Regions from separate parts of the Sus scrofa genome. Here region 2 is linked to region 1. A link is a contact called in public HiChIP or PLAC-seq data. All regions are on one chromosome and are shown on one strand. Each heading gives the region's core, a stretch centred on a gene start, on an enhancer-like site or on the middle of the called end of the contact. The rest is flanking DNA. Distances are from core to core; before and after follow the strand shown.

Region 1 (2,956 bases), core at 12-2,511:
GCAACCTCATGGTTCCTAACTGGATTCATTTCCACTGCACCACAACGGGAACTCCTCAAACAGTATTTTTGAATCAAAGTTACACCCTGGTTAAACATTTGACACTTAACTCACTCTCTGAAATAGAATTTCTTTCTTGGGTTGTCTATTATTAATTCTGAATGGCTACATACAAACCCACAGCTTTCATGTTAGTCCCTTTTGAAAGATGTAGTATAAATACTCCCTGTCTTTAAAATAATAATAGCAACAATAGAAACAACAGCCGCCACCATGTCGTATCAGGAAGGAATTGTTCTCTACAGTTCGGTGATTACAGTGTGTGTTTTGTGAGACAGCCCTTGAAAATGGCTCATAATGCTTCCATTTTTCCTTTGGACTGCAATATATTGTTGGTAATAAAATATATGAGTTCTGCCAAACACAAAATTGCAAATTGACACTGCACAGGGATTGCCATCCAATCTGTCACTGTTTATAGTTACCACCATTAGTTTTAGTTTATAACTAAGGCCGAGACTCTCTATGAGGCTTCTGACAGGCTGAATACATATTTGCTAGATAATTACATGAAAGATGAACATCGGTCATGTGGTATTTTTACTGAATGTATATTATTGATAGAAATGACTAAAATTGTATAACATCTGACATAACAAAGGTCTACATAATAGAATCTTTTCAGGCTCCTCTTTTGGAGATTAACTAGTATTTCCTACTAAGAATTCCAGATTATAAAATATTACAAAAAGTAACTTATCCAATACTTTGAAACTTAAGAGTATTTTCCTACCCACTTAATTATTAAATCTCACATTGATACTTTAAGACAGGTATCAATAATCCCATGCCCAGTCAGGAAGAGAGAAAAGCCATGACTTGGATCCATGAACATGGACTCCAAGTGCCAAATTACAATGTGCCTAGGCCAAGGTATTTATTCTCAGTGTTCAAAGTTCAGAAGTATAGATTACCTTAAGGCTCTTCTATAAGTGAAAATCAGTAAAGCTGAGCCTGGAGAGGAAAGCTGACCTGAAACAGACAGACTGCCAGTTATTTCTACAGCAAAAATGGGTTCACTAGAGTTCAGCAAAGAATTGTAATTCAAGGTCTGCAATCATGGCGAGCGACATGCAAGTCCCTGCAAGTCGAGGAAAGGAGAACTCTTTTACAGAGAGAAAAAGGAAGCTGGAAGGGCTGTAATAAACAAAGAGTCCATGGCTTTTCATCAGCTAAGGCCTTGCCAGGAGAGAAGAATCTCTTTTGCCTGTTGGGCTCCACTATTCCCCAAGGGCATGAGCGCTCCCCCTTCTGGTCACTCCACTCCATTTAACTGAGATTCCCATTTACTAATTTTCTACATCAGTTTGTGGTATGCTGGCAGATAGTCTGAATATCAGATTTTTAATTTTTACTTATTACCTAATTTAAAAGGAAGAAAAAGAGGGAGAGGGTTGGAGAGAGGGGAGAAAGACAGAGGGAGAAAGAAAGGAAGGAAGGAAGAAGAAAGAAAGAAAGAAAGAAAGAAAGAAAAATAGAGAAAGAAAGAGTTCTTTATTGCCAGTATAATGTAAAATTGTTCTAAGCACTGGGCATTCCACATCCTAAAGGGCATGATCTTCTTTTCAAGACTTGTTGTGGGTTCTCAGTATGATTTCTAACCCTTCCCTGACTCTAAACTCTCTATGCTCCAGTTTTCCCATCTATAAAACTATATATGCACATATACACATAATATATGTTAATATTATTATACAAGAACTGAGGCGAGTCATGTAAAAGGGGCCTCTTTTCCTTTAGTTTCCCTTTTTGACATGTGCATTTTAAGACTATCTAAACTGAAATGCATCTGTGCATTTTTTTTAGTTAACAGGGAACTAAATACAGAATTATACTGAATTAGGAAAAAAAGATTTTGATACTACTCTGCCCAGGACCACTGTCCTCCTGCTGCATGTCTCCCAGGCCAACAAGAGTTCTCTACATTGGGGGCCAGATACACTAGGAAGTAACTCTTTCCCAGATTTTCTGCTGTAAATATGACCTACAAGCATCTGTGAATTAAAAATTATTATTCTAAGAACCAAAGAATAGTTTCTGTTTTTATAATAGGTAAATCAAATTTCACTAAGTTATTACATATCAGAAACTTAGCTAGGTTGGATGTTTTCAAAGTATGGTGATTAAGAGATTATGTATTTTATTATCTGAATTTCTTGGGTAAATGATAGTAGCTTTGGCTAAAGCAACAATATCCATTATCATGAAAACTTTTCTAGTACTAATCTGTTTAACCTTAGTTGATCTGTTTGTATTGACTTTAGCATTCTGTAGTTAATTTAACCTGAAAACATAATAAAATTTGCATCTACAAAAATAACAATTTAACATTTTGAGGGCTTGCTAAGGGCTAGGCACTGTCCTAGGCCATGCATATGAGTTAACTCACTTATCCTTACAACCATCCTGTTATTCCTTCTTACAGGTGATTAAATTGAGGTTCAGCGCAATCAAGTTACCTTTATATTTGTGAGTTTCTGGAATCAATTCAGTATTAAAAATATAAAGCTCTTACCTCAGGATATTTTTGTCAAGAAAGTAGTTATCATTTGAATTCTTAACCAAAAATAAAGATAAAATTTTGTTCACAAATTTACAAAGTCATAGCAGTCGATCAATCCTTTTAGAGCCTCTCTTATTACTCAGTTTACGTAACTGTGTTTAAATATGTAGATAATCAAATATGCAGAGGCAGGGAGCCTCTAGGGCATCAGTAGCTTTATATGAAATGAACTAGTAAGTTAAAGTTGGTGAAAAGGTAAAAAATTTCCAGTAGCAATAATAATGTTGCTCTTGTTAATCCCTTTCCTGGTTTGACCTTATACTTACTTTGAAAGAAAAGGAGCAGTCTTGTAATAAGTAAACTGAGTTCATCTTAGAAAAGTGACTTTCTTTT
Region 2 (2,934 bases), core at 144-2,643, 180 kb after region 1:
TTCTATTACATTAAATCTATTGGTTCTGTTTTTACAAAGAAACCAAGCTAATACATGTGTTGAATGGAACACTTCTATCATAATATGAATCTATTGCATAAGATGAGGTGAAAGATGTCCAATTTAGCTGGTAGAAATAAAGAGAAGTTAGGCTAATAAATTTAGAAAAACTGCCTAGCAGTCAGCTAGACTTTGTGAGAAGGGAGAGACAAAATAATAAACATGCAGAAAAGAATGATTTGCATTCTTTTCACCGTAAGTGTAGCTTAGAGGTAGTGGACTTTTGACCAGCTCTAGTTAAAACGTCAAAACTCTTTGGACATTCTCTATTTTGCTCAGCCAAGAGGATCTCTGCCTACTGGCAACTGCGTTAAATACAAATTATATAAATAAGACTGGGGCAAAGAAGAGAGGATTTCTTGGCACTTCTGACCTGTTGCTTTTGCTGCTGACTTTGGCTAGTATCACTGTTGGGTAAAAAAAAACTTAGGAGCATTTTATCCATATTCTCTTCTGCTCTGGCTTTGATATTTATGAGGAAGTCCTAGAATTCCAAAATCCAGGATTTGGCAAATGTTTAAAGCCACACTCCTTGTGCCTGCTGCTGTGATTGCTGATTTGTGTAGAGATATAACAGAGGTTGGGTCAAAGAAATCAACAAGAAACTGATTGTGGAAGGCCTTGAATGTAAGAGTAAGAATTACCCAAAGAAGTGTAAGTGTGTGCACATACAAGTCTATGTATTGCTTCAGATTGGAAAGGTTATATGCAAGATCATGATTTAATGATAATCACAGAAAAGCATGGATAGATGGACTAGAGAACAATAATCACATGAATTGGCAGGTGCATACCCCACCATCCTTCATCATAAGTTCATGTTCAGAATACTGTGTTGGGGGATTGAGACGGTGTAAAGTCAACAACAGTTTTTCCTGGCATGGTACTGACTGAGGGACATTACCTCTATTATAATAGCACCTGTATATTTAATATAGTATTAAAGTGCTTACCTGTAATAGAATTCAAAGTGACAAAGATGGAAAACTAAAAAGTCAGTACTTTCATTGTCAATATTGTATTTCCAAAAAGTAAGTGACAATAAGAAGTTTAAAATTAAATGGCAGAGAGTTAGTGCTACCAATTCTAGTATTTCTCCATTAGCAGAGCAGATTATTTAATACACATTTATGGCAGTCAATGTAATTTCATCATATCAACTACTGATATTTCATGTTTTGCTTCAGTTTATAGTAAAATCTGAGACTATGTGGAGAACCTGAGGGGAGAGGAAGTTTCACAGATAAGATAGTACAAAAGCCCTCGATCAGTTCTCAGCCTTGCCTGTGTCACTCTCAGATTGTAATCTCTTGGGTTCCTGACTTCCTGCCTCCATATTTGAAAGCTATGAATTAGCAGACTTTCTATTTGAGAAGCAGAGTAAGAGGACAGATGGGTGAACAGAAAGATAGAGGCTCTTAAGTAAGACATAGGATTTGATTTACTAGGAAATTGAAGGGAAGTAAGGTTTCATTTGCAGAATGCTAAGATAACGTCTGCAAAGTCATACTGTAGGCAGCAGGGGACGGCAGAGTGGATGATACAAGAGACAGAAGATAGAATGAGCGTGTGGATAAAGACTTCCAAATTGGGGAACCTAAATGTAATAGGTTGCAAGGTGAGAGAGCGGCAAAGATGTTAATAAGGTAAAAGAGAGGGAGTGTCATGAGATTATAGGAAGATGAAGTGCTAGTGAAATCAACCATTTAGGAGTTGCATCCTGAAAACTGAGTCACTTCAGGGACGACAGGAAAATATCATGTGATGATGACTCCACAGAAGGGTGACTAGCACCAGGAAGTGCAGTGACTTCGTTGTGTTTGGATAGGACTGGTGGTGGGAGAAGTCAGGAGCAGATGGCTGTAATGTGCTAACTTGCTTGGAGATCAGCAAAGAGGGAGAGGAAATAAGTTTTGAACTATAGAGATCAAAGCATTTTTTCTTTTCTTTGCAAAGGAGTTAAGCGAGTTTGAGGTATTTAGTTGTAAAAGATTTATTCAGATATAGACATAATATGGCATGTTTCCTACTCTGAGGAGAAATACGATTAATAGAAAGTAGCAAAATGAGATTATTCTCTTCATTTGAAAATTGAAAGGCTTAATTGTTTTTTTAATTTTTAAATTTTTTTTTTACTAAATTGTAGATGATTTACAATGTTGTGCCAATTTCTGCTATACAGCAAAGTGACTCAGTTATACATACGTATCCCAGAAGATTGGATATATTTCCCTGTAATATACAGTAGGACCTTGTTGTTTATCCATTCTAAATGTAAAGGAAAGGCTTAATTATGCTGTAAATATCAGGTGCTTAATAAGCCAAGAGAAGCACTTTCTCTAACAATTAAAAAGAAAGCATTATTTCCACTATATTTTAAAAGGTTTTAAAGATCTACTGTCGTTATTGACAATAAAATGAATGTGTTCAAAGTAATAGTTTATTGCTCCAAATTTAAATCATCAGCCTATTTCACCCTTAATGTAATTCGGTGTTCTGGTGTTTTAAATTAATAAATCATTTATAAAATTAATGTGCAAATAAACAAATGACACATAACTAAGCTATTTGTTAATGAGTAAAAACACCGAGTTTGTGGAACCTGCATCTTTGAATTATAAGTGTTTACTTTTCTCTTTAATATCTCTCTTTAAGTCAGGTTCATTGTCTCTTGTTATAGATGAATTTGTGAGCAGGATAAGAACTTAGAAGTTAAAAATCTTCATTTAGCGTCACTTCTTAGGAATTATGACACCTAGAAAAGCATAAAGAAACTTTCTATCCTATGAAACACCTTTTGGCTGAAGAAAACCTTCCTGTAGGAGGCAACTCCCCCTGCTGTGATGTCTGAGAACAGGAAAACAGAAGCCTGAG

The links. HiChIP or PLAC-seq counts read pairs in DNA pulled down with a chosen protein or histone mark.
Region 2: an H3K27ac HiChIP or PLAC-seq map of alveolar macrophages shows a contact between it and region 1. The contact joins two enhancer-like sites. A contact is called at or near these places in 9 of 47 Hi-C or Micro-C datasets (embryonic fibroblasts, epiblast stem cells, fetal heart ventricle and 5 more) and 1 of 2 datasets of contacts at active chromatin or transcription factors (alveolar macrophages).

Annotation. Positions count from the first base shown.
Region 1 is chr13:93,217,785-93,220,740 of Sscrofa11.1, forward strand. No RefSeq gene overlaps it. Among named protein-coding and RNA genes, the nearest start is that of RAP2B, 89 kb to the right of the region's middle. Within about 2 kb of position 1,262, at least 2 of the 83 cell types and tissues checked have an H3K27ac peak or open chromatin away from gene starts, as enhancers often do. A contact at or near this core is called in alveolar macrophages, where this site is marked.
Region 2 is chr13:93,400,633-93,403,566 of Sscrofa11.1, forward strand. No RefSeq gene overlaps it. Among named protein-coding and RNA genes, the nearest start is that of RAP2B, 94 kb to the left of the region's middle. Within about 2 kb of position 1,394, at least 18 of the 83 cell types and tissues checked have an H3K27ac peak or open chromatin away from gene starts, as enhancers often do. A contact at or near this core is called in alveolar macrophages, where this site is marked.